Linked DNA regions of Mus musculus: regions 1 and 3 are each linked to region 2. The links are chromatin contacts, called in public promoter capture Hi-C maps. All regions are on one chromosome and are shown on one strand. Each heading gives the region's core, a stretch centred on a gene start, on an enhancer-like site or on the middle of the called end of the contact. The rest is flanking DNA. Distances are from core to core; before and after follow the strand shown. Region 1 holds the start of Rps16 (ribosomal protein S16). Region 2 holds the start of Zfp850 (zinc finger protein 850). Region 3 holds the start of Ttc9b (tetratricopeptide repeat domain 9B).

Region 1 (3,369 bases), core at 773-3,272, 340 kb before region 2:
AACACAAAAACAGGAACGTTAAAATCCTAGGATGTTTATTACAAAGGTAAACCCCGATCCTTGAGATGGGCTTATCGGTAGGATTTCTGGTATCGGGCACGGGCACCAGGACCTCCAAACTTTTTGGATTCGCAGCGACGGGGGTCAGCTACAAGCAGGGTCCGATCGTATTGGATGAGGATATCTTTGATCTCCTTCTTGGAGGCTTCATCCACATCTGGAGATTAATAGACAAGACCTTTAGTTTGGTCCTACCACATAGCCCACCCGCCATGAAATGAAAGACCAGCTCTCACTCACATTTTTGGTAATAAGCTACCAGGGCCTTTGAGATGGACTGTCGGATGGCTGCAAGACACAATGACCAAAAAGCTTAGTGAAGACCCAGTCCTTCCAGGAGCTGCCTCACACCCATAGGCTTAGATCCTGAGACTTACCATAAATTTGGGCCACATGTCCACCACCCTTCACACGGACCCGAATATCCACACCAGCAAATCGCTCCTTGCCCAGAAGCAAAACAGGCTCCAGTAACTAGAGAAATGGGAAAATATGGGGTTAGGGAGTTAAGTCATACCCTGACTTAACCACTCTCCATGGACATTCATCATCTCCCTTTGTGTGGTTCCCACCATCACCAGAATCAAGGAGGCAGCCTATCCTAGGATCCCTGTGCCCCTCAGAGTCCCATGTATATGTGCCCATAGAGACCAGAAGAGGGCCTGAGACACCGAGGAGCTGGAATCATGGAGTGACAGGCAACTATGAACTTCCCCAAACAGGAAGCAAGGTCAGACAGGTCCACTGTTCTCACAGTGGTCATTCCATCTTCTCTTTGGATCAAATTTGTCCAATACCTAGGACCAGTCTATCCAGAAGCTCCCCGAGTGGCAGGCCTAGAGCCACCTCCATCACTGGTGTTGGCCCAATTCACAACACAGGGTACACACACCAATCGTTCAAATAAACTGACAGACTGTCCTTTTTAGTCACCTGACAGACTTGGATTAGACTAAGCACGGGGGTCTAGTGGCATTAACATCAACACTACCATTAGAATGCATTGTCTGCAAGGTATGATATTCCTTCTTACATGTACCAAAACTCATACAACAATGAGTTCTGGGTTGCAAAAGAGGATTTGTTCTTGCACTTGTTTTCCAGTTTTTGCCCACTAGTTCAACAAAAACCCATACAAGTGCTACCAATGTTAGACTTCAGAGGACTCCTATTGTATTTTTCAAGGTTCCACGTTGTAGCCCCATGCTGACCTAAACGGCGGCGCTTTGGATTCGTAACTCGTAGTATGCTATCCTCCAAGGAGCTAGGAGTATACACATGAGCTGTAAACTCATACTTCTAGACCAGAAATCGTCAATTAGGTCGGATACACTGTGCTATTCTCCTGGCCACGGGCCCCTCGCATCTGGAGAGCTTCGAGGTTATAGAATAGGCCACGTTTTCATGTATTTTACCAGCTCCGACTTCATCTTTCCCGAGCCCAGGTTAAGGTCTACCGCGAGGTAAGCCATCCTCCTTCCCCCACCTCAACTCCCTATCATCCCGGGGCCTTCCCTTCCGTCTCGCCACCCGGACGCCCATGCCCGACCCCAACACCTTGTACTGCAGCGTGCGCGGCTCGATCATCTCCAGGGGACGTCCGTTCACCTTGATGAGCCCATTTCCCCGTTTGCAGTGGGCCACAGCCGTGGCTGTTTTCTGTGAAGGGCGAGGGAGACGGCGGGGCCGTGTGAGCGCGGGACCCTGGCTCAGCGGGCCCCAGCTCATCATGTCACCCAGCCAGGGCCTTCTCACCCCCCTCCCCACCCCCACCTCTTTCTATGCCGCCCCTGGCACACCTTGCGTCCGAAGACCTGCACGGACTGCAGCGGACCCTTGGACGGCATAGCTCCGAGCACAAGCACGAGCTCCACACCGCGCAGCGCCGCGACCGGAAAAGGGAAGCGCGGGGCCAACCCAGCCGATTTTTCAGGGTCTGCGCAGGCGCATTGAGTGCTACGTCACGACAGAAGCGGGCTTTACGGCTGACGTCGAAGCCTGAGAGGGGACGTGTGAATTGCGGCGGGAACGCCTTCAGGCAAGGGAGGGGGCGGTGTCGGAGGGGAAGGGGCGGAGCTGTGCGGGACCCGGAGGGTGGGGACTCCGTCCAGAACTCGGAAGATGGGGCTGGCCTCCTTTTTCCATTGCTTTTCCGCAGCCTTGGTCTTGACTTTCGGCCAGTTCTTATAGACATTCCTGCTCTTCGATGCTCTCCTTCGGCGCTTCTCCAGGCCGATTCTCACCCTCTTCCTCCCACCCTTTCCCAGGATCCCCATCCCATCGGAGTCTTCCCGCATCCACTATGCTAAGTCAAGCTGGCTTTTCAGAATCTTGCCTCCAGAACCCTCTTTCCTAGCCCTTACGATCCCCCGTCGCGAATCAGCCTTTCACCAGAATTGCCTTCCTCTTCTTCCCAGGAAACCTGACCCCTTAAAAGCCCTTTCCAGCGCTCTCCTAAATAAACTTCTCTTGCCTTCTGGTTGTGCCTTATATACGTTTTTTTTCCTCACAGACTCGGGCCTTCGCCTGCTTTCGCTGCCAAAATTAACTACCTCTTTGGTGGCTCCTCTCCCCAGCAACTGCTCCAGGGACATTGTTCTCCCAGCTTGACCCTCCCCTAGAGAACTACCCTCAGGACCTGTCTTCAGGGCAGTTATCTTAGATCATTATCCAGAATCCTCCAAGTAGCCTTGTTTTAAGATTTAATACTTTTTTCGAGGGCAGGTTCCCGAGGGAGGCCTCCAATCTCCTTGGAAATGTAGTTACAGGGTGTCTGAGCCACACCCAACTTGTGTACCTGTAACCAAACTCAGGTCCTCTCTAGGAAAAGCAGTTAGTGCTTTTAACCACCATCTTTCCAACTTCCAAGTGACCGTAATGCTCCTCTAAACCCTCCGCTCTATGTGTTTACTCCACAGAATTCTCCAGCCTACCAACCTGAGGAAAACCAGCTTTTAACTTTTCCATAGTACCCACCCCAGAATTGTTCTAAGTCACTGGGCAACAGCTTCTCAGGATTGCCTCAGTTTCTCTTGCAGCACAGGGTGTGGAGGACATTAAGGGATGTGGAGACATTTGGAAGGCAGAGTTGTCAACAAAAAGACTAGGTATGGTCATGTGCACCTGTAACACTAACACTTGGAAGGAGGAGGAAGGGTCAGGAGGAATCCCGACGCCATCCTCTCCTCATTATGAATATCTGGCCAGCCTGGGCTACATGTGACCCTGCTTCAGAAAGAAAAGAAACTAGCTAGCGAAATGCCCAAGCCTGAGGGCCCGAGTTTGGTTCCTGGGACTCACAGAGTAGAA
Region 2 (3,218 bases), core at 713-3,212:
GTCCTTCATCCATTGTCATGAGCAGACCAGGGAACACCCACAGTGCTGCTGTAGTAACCAGATACTTGGGAGGCAGAGGCAGGCAGATCTCTGTGTTCAAGTCCAGCTTGGTCTACAGAGAGAGTTCTGGGACAACCAAGGAAAAACAGAGAAATTTTGTCTCAAAAAGAACTGAACCCAACCAACTGAAACCTAAACCAGGCAACCACACACACACACACACACACACACACACACACACACACACACACACAAAACCCATGTAAGAACATGGCAGAAGTATGGAAATCCATGTTCATTGTGGAGAGGGGCGGCTCACTCACAGGATAGATGTAGAAGAGGATGGGTGTGAAGAGAGGATCCATCAGGAAGGGGATTTCTCAACACATGCCTATGGTCACCTTTAAGGAATACCTTAAAATAGATGGAGTCTTTCATTTTTAAAAGTGCAGTACAAAATATATAAGGTATTGGCTTTCCCCTTCCCCCGAAAAAAAAAAAAAAAGCATAAAAAGGGAAGCTTTAAACAGAAGCATCTCCAGGTAACGGGCATTTCTGCCAGGAGTGTGTATACAAGAACACCCTCCCTTCAAGGCCCCCTGATTCCATTAAAGTTTAATTGTCTTGATTTTTATTCTGTCTGCATTCATAGCTGATGATGCTGTCTAAATCATCTATGCCCTGTTGCTTTTCTGGATTCCTTCTATCAGTTATTGAGACTGAAAACTTTTGTATGCAATGCTGGATTTGGCTGTTTCTCCTTATTTCTCTATTGGACGTTTCCCCTCATGTTTTGAAGGTGTGGTATTACACGCATACTGTTTATTTTAGTTTTTTAGACAGGTCTTCACTAAATAGTCCTTGGTGGCCTCATCTCATAGACATTCACTGGCTGTGTCTCCTCATTGCTGGGGTCACATGCATGTGCTACCACGCCCAGCCAAGGATATTTTCACTTGATGACTTGCTGTCTCTGTTATTGCTGTTAGTACTGGCGATGCTCTTTGCCCCCAGAACTGCCTCCATTTTAAAGTTGACTTAAGTCTTTTTTTTTTTTAATACTATTGTGAGGATGGTCACTTTGAATCGGCTAGAATATTTAACACATTTTCTGTAGTTAACACTTATCTGCAAATTAATGTGGCACCTATACTTTAGCATTTACATAATTTACAGTACATTTAATGCAATTAGTTTTATTACTAGGATTGTTTAGCCTTTTCACAATTTCTTTCTATCATGTTTGGAAAAAGTTCTTTGTATAACATGAGAAAAAACAAAAGTGGTTTCGAAAGTTCCATAGTGTCAAGTTACAATAAATGTGTCTATCCTATAAAAAAGAGGCCTATGTTTTGGGTTTGTGTTTTGTTTGTTTTTTAGTTTTTTGTTTTTTAGGACACTTAACGCGTGCTAGTCATTCATCCTCCAACAGGAGGTAAATGACTGCCTATTGAACACAGTTCTGGTGATACATACAGATGTAGTCGTCACTCAATTTTTTCTATCTAGTCAACAGGGACACCGAACCCTGGAAGGGTCCAGAATATCTGGCTCTTTGAAATCGTTAATATAAACTACCCAACTTTAGAAACCAACCAATTCTTTAGTTCGGTCTTTTCAAATTTACCATAGTCCCTAGCAGAGCACAGCGTAGTGGAATCCCACTGAGTGGGACTCAGGCAAAGCGTCCGTCCCGATCTGATCTACTTCCTATTCTAAATTTTAAAATTTCCGCTCGTCCGTCCACGCCACAGGAGGGAAAATCAGGTAGACACAGAACACCAAACTCCGTTTTGATCCCAGGAGGCAGCCTCCCCTCGAAGCATGGGGAGCCCCCTGCCCCCCCACCGTGGGAACTCCCACAAGCCACTGGGCCCAGTTCCCGGATGGGCCGGGCTAAGTTGCATGCTGGGACCTTTCGGAAACGCCGGGCTTCTTGAAGGCTCCACATAGCTCCGGACGCCGCCAAGGGTCTTTGGCATCCCGGTGCCACCAACACGGAAGGTCTGATCTTTCTGGTCCAAAGAAATTGCTGGTTGGCTTCGGTCTCCACAGAGTAAGGTGGGCTGGGTATCGGTGTGGGCGCTGGTGTAGGGTGAATGGAGATGTTGACGCGTACGGGCGTGTGTGAGCGTGTGTGAGCGTGTGTTTGTGTGGGTGGGTGGGCGCGCGCTCGCGCGCGTCTCTCTGTGTATACACACCTTGAGCTCTCTGCTCATCTGTGTCACTGTGCTTATCATTTTCTTTCAAGGCCACAGGGGTTGGAGCAGAGGGCTAAGCATCACTAAGGAGAAGTCAGGTGCGGAGTCTGAAGGGAAGCTTTCCCTGAGGTACACACGAGCTTGGGAGGTGCTTTTAAGGCCGGAAGTGCCTCCGAGGGTCGCTTAGGAGGGCTGCTCTGGGTTGAATACCCGAAGTTTCTCAGAGCTGTAGCCATGAGAGTGTTGAGGGACGTGAAGGAAAATGCTCGGTGAGGATGCTCTCGGATATAGTCTGAGATCTCGTGGAATTATCAGTAAATGAAGGAGGAACGTGAAAATTGATACCTTCACCTCTGGGGCCCATAACGTTGTCCCTTCCCTTTCCACTTCACCTTATCATTTCAATGAACCCCGCCTTTTCTTCTCTACAATCACCCTTTTCCTAAGATGTTCTAGGTAGAAACCTCCAGAGGTTATCGTTAGGTCTCTCAAACTCTGATTTTATAAATCGATTTCTATTTGGATGGCATCGCATATCAGATGCGATCCTTTGATCCTTACAGGCCTTGTTTTCAAAGCAGGCCAGGAATGTCGGGGATAGATGATGTGTTCACTGTGAGGATTATGGCAGTGGGAAAGTGATAGCACTGAATTTGGCATCTTTGAAAGCTAGTGATTTTCTGAGTGTGTGTGTGTGTGTGTGTGTGTGTGTGTGTGTGTGTGTGTAATGGGTAACGTTGGCCAGATCCAGATGAGCAATGCCATGATTGATCGTGGAGTGTGGATCTGTGGTATCGGGTTGGAATCTTGGTTCTGTCCCCTCAGGCTCTCCAGGCCTGTCAGGAACCGTAGGATGCCTGTGGTGAAGCCTGTTAGTGCAGTGCCGCCATATCCTAAGGGCCTGGTGTGCTTTAGTTGTTCTCTGTGAGGCCATCTTGGGTTCATTCCACTCAGTGTTCAGCAGGACAAGGGAGTGTGAGAAACAATGCGATTGCTGGTGGATGTTTAAGAAAGTGA
Region 3 (3,503 bases), core at 354-2,853, 360 kb after region 2:
AGCATTACAAGCAGATGAGTGGAGGGCCATAGGTGACAGAGGAGCTGAGTGTGACCAGGAGGGAGTGAAGGAATATGGGTGTGGGGGGAGAAATATTCAAGGCCATCGTCGGTGAGTGGATAGGGACACGGATGGGCTAAAGCATTGGGGATGTAGCCTAGTTGGTAGAGTGCTTGCCTTGCATGCATGAGGCCCTAGGTTCAATTCCCAATGAAGAGAGTTGGTTGGGGAAATGCCAGAGGAACAAGGTGAGTATACCTTTGGGGACGGTGGATGGGTGCTGGATGAGTGTATGAGGAATCTTAGGTAGCTAGAGAGAGCTTGTCTGGAGCTGGTAACAGCACTTCCCTGGGGTGGCTTGGCTCTGCCCTGGTCCTCCCGCCTAGGTTTCCTCTGTTCTAACCCCCTGCCCAGCCCAGCCCTGCCACTCACCTGTGGGCTCTCGGCTGCGGGCCTCCTGTAGGTAGCGCAGCGCACGTGCATAATCACCCAAGTGGTAGAAGGCAATGCCGGCACGATAGGTGGCCTTGAAGTTGCCCTGCTGTTTCTCCAGCACCTTGAGACAGTACTCACGCACCCGCTCATAGTTCACCAGCTCCGACTGCAGGAGGCAAGCTGTGGGATGCAGAGACCCTGTAGTCTCAGACACAGCCTGCATCCCCTAGGATTCACATGACCTCAAATAACCTGACCTCTTCCCCTGGGCATATGGGATTGCTCTGGCCACCAGGAGACACTAATCAGCTAACCTGTTAGTATAAGAGCTATCTGCGCCGCCGCTAGAGGGCGCAGGACAGACAAGTCTGAAGCAATTAGCTGGAGGTTTTCCCAAGTAATTATAGAGGGAGGGTCCAAGAACGAAATAGCCGGTGCAGGGTAAGCCTTTCTAACCTTGGCTCATGCGTGGCAGACCGGGGGAAAGAATGAGTCAGGGAAGTGGGGCTTAGAAGACCAAGTCCAGAGCCCGTTTCATTATTCAAGCCCCTGCTTACTCCATCCAAGAAGCCCTATTCATCTACTCCCAACTCTCTTCCTCAGCAAGTTTTGTAGTCTTCCCCGCCAGACCACAGCCCTGACTCCTTCAGCTTCCAGCCACCACAGGCTCTATAGCCTCCTGATTACCCCCTCACTACCCACCCGTTTCACCCGAGTCCTCTGCGCCCCCCGACGGCCCCGTACCAGTGAGGGAGTCGTAACATTCAACCTCTGTGTTCTCCACCAGGCGCCGCTGCTCCTCGCTGAGGCGGGCGGGCCCCGGGCTGGTGGTGGGTCCCGGGGAGGGGGTGGGCAGACCGCCAGGGCGGGCCCCTTGAGCCGCCTTCAGCTGCAGCAGTGCCCGGTGGTACTTGCCAATGGCTTCTCGGAACTTCTTCTCTCGGTAGCAACGCTGACCCTCCGCCTTGAACGCCACGGCAGCCCGCAGGCTGCTGTCGAGCGCCGCAGCCAGGCCCCCAGACGGCTCTGGGGCAGGACCCGACCGAGCAGAGCCATGGCGAGGCGCTGAGCCGGGGCCCGGCGGGGAAAGGGCGGGAGGCGGGCGCGGTGGAGGCTCCGGGGCAGCGCTGAGCATCAGCACCGGGGACAGCGCGCCGCGCTGCATTGTGGGAAACTCCTGCGGCCGCCGCTGCAGCTACCGCATCGCCCCCCGCGGGGCCGGTCCCCACCCTTTCTCCGCCCCCACATCTCTGGCTGCCGTCTCCGGCTGCCCCCTATGGGTCTAGAAAAACCCCTCCAAACTCCCCCTCGCTCACCCTCAAACCAGCCTGGGTCTAGTTGTTCTGGCGCCTCTCCCTTGTCCCCACAGTCCTTACCCTCCCACCCGACTGCATGTTCTCCCGGAGATTTCTAGAAGAAAAAGGCTGAGCGGGCAGACATCAGTTTTGTGGAAAGCTGGTTTTCAGCCCACTAGTCATTTGGCATGTTGGATAAGAATACAGGATTGGGAGTCAAGCTGCCCGGCTTCAGACACTGGTTTCTCATTACTCTATGATTTGGACAATCCCCTCAAATTACCTATTGTACTATAGTGCGGGACAATAGTACATACGTTGGAATCGATTCTTTATGTAATAAACAAATAGCCATTGCTCAATTTCTGTTCAGGGGGAGGGGGTTGATGGGCCAATGTAAAAACAAACAACAACAACAGAAGTCAAGTGGGGTAGCACCTGCCTGTAGTCACACTCGGACATCTGAGGCAGGAGAGTGGAAAGAAGTTTGAAGCTAATCTGGTGCTAACGAGGAAATTCCAGATCAGCCATGAACTACAAAGAAAAGGTAGGTGTGGGAGATTAAGGAGAAGGGAGGGAAAAGGAGAGAGAAAGAATTATTTAGATAGAGCCACATCTCCTAGGTTCACAGCCTAGTGGAGAGACAGACCTGTAACAGCCCAAAGTGGCTGATCCTGGGAAGCGCAGGAGGAGAGCCATGGCTAGCATGGAGAAGTCAGAGGAGGCATTTGCTCTAGGTTGAAGTGTGACTGGGGACTTCCTGGAGGAAAGGCAACTCTGCAACCTAGCCATTCTGTCCCTTGCCTTCCATTTCCAGAAAAGCCAGTGGGGAGGTGACAAGGGTCCCCACTGACAGCCCAGGACCACCAGTACAATAAGGACAACCAAGAAAATGCGGCTGCGGCTGCGCTGTGGTGGCACTCCCCTGCAATCCCTGCACTTAGGAGGCAGAAGCAGCAGAACTCTATGGTTTCCGGGCCAGCCAGAGCTACACCTGACTCAAAAAAGAGGGGGAAAAGGAAAGAAATTCGTTCATTATGGGCCAGCAACATAGCAGTAGCCACCACGTGAGTTCCATCTGTGGAACCAGCCTCTCAAAGTGGTTATCTGACCCCTTCCTACATATACCTGCACACACACACACAAACTCACGCACATACACACACACGCGCGCGCACACGCGCACACACACATACACACACGCACGCACACACACATGCACACACACGCGCACACACACATGCACACTCACATGCACACTCACATGCACACACATGCACACGCACGCACACATGCACACACACATGCACACACACACACACACACACAAGCATGCACATGCACACAAACAAAGAGTGTAAATTTTAAATCCTCTTAGAATTTCTTTTCAAGATACTCATATGCAGGCAAAAAAGAAACAAACAAAACCACAACAACAAAAGGGTGGGGGGAGCTGGAGAGATGGCTCAGTGGTTAAGAGCACTGACTGCTCTTCCAGAGGTCCTGAGTTCAATTCCCAGCAACATGGTGGCTCACAACCATCTGCAATGGGGATCCGATGCCCCCTTTGGGTGTGTCTGAAGACAGCTACAGTGTACTCACATACATGAAATAAATAAATCTTTAAAAAAAAACCAAACCGGCCGGGCGTGGTGGCACACGCCTTTGATCCCAGCACTCGGGAGGCAGAGGCAGGCGGATTTCTGAGTTCGAGGCCAGCCTGGTCTACAAAGTGAGTTCCAGGACAGCCAGGGCTATACAGAGAAACCCTGT

Evidence for each region. Promoter capture Hi-C pulls out the DNA fragments that hold promoters and counts their contacts.
Region 1: a promoter capture Hi-C map of neural stem cells shows a contact between it and region 2. The contact joins the promoter of Rps16 here to the promoter of Zfp850 in region 2.
Region 3: a contact with region 2 is called in a promoter capture Hi-C map of pre-B cells, with 2.8 times the contacts expected there. The contact joins the promoter of Ttc9b here to the promoter of Zfp850 in region 2. A contact is called at or near these places in 1 of 39 promoter capture datasets (pre-B cells) and 2 of 115 datasets of contacts at active chromatin or transcription factors (bone marrow-derived macrophages and embryonic stem cells).

Annotation. Positions count from the first base shown.
Region 1 is chr7:28,349,342-28,352,710 of GRCm38.p6, reverse strand. Rps16 (ribosomal protein S16) reads right to left here and starts at 2,022. Exons shown (of 5, transcript NM_013647.2): 1 at 1,860-2,022; 2 at 1,618-1,719; 3 at 438-534; 4 at 301-348; 5 at 13-217. The coding sequence starts at 1,907. The coding sequence ends at 72. It overlaps AF357399 (snoRNA AF357399), which reads right to left and starts at 1,171; the gene lies at 1,078-1,171.
Region 2 is chr7:28,012,859-28,016,076 of GRCm38.p6, reverse strand. Zfp850 (zinc finger protein 850) reads left to right here and starts at 1,962. Exons shown (of 6, transcript NM_001254951.1): 1 at 1,962-2,061.
Region 3 is chr7:27,652,024-27,655,526 of GRCm38.p6, reverse strand. Ttc9b (tetratricopeptide repeat domain 9B) reads right to left here and starts at 1,603. Exons shown (of 3, transcript NM_028417.1): 1 at 1,180-1,603; 2 at 433-615. The coding sequence starts at 1,600. Gm38973 (a long non-coding RNA gene) reads left to right here and starts at 1,295. Exons shown (of 3, transcript XR_881908.3): 1 at 1,295-2,277.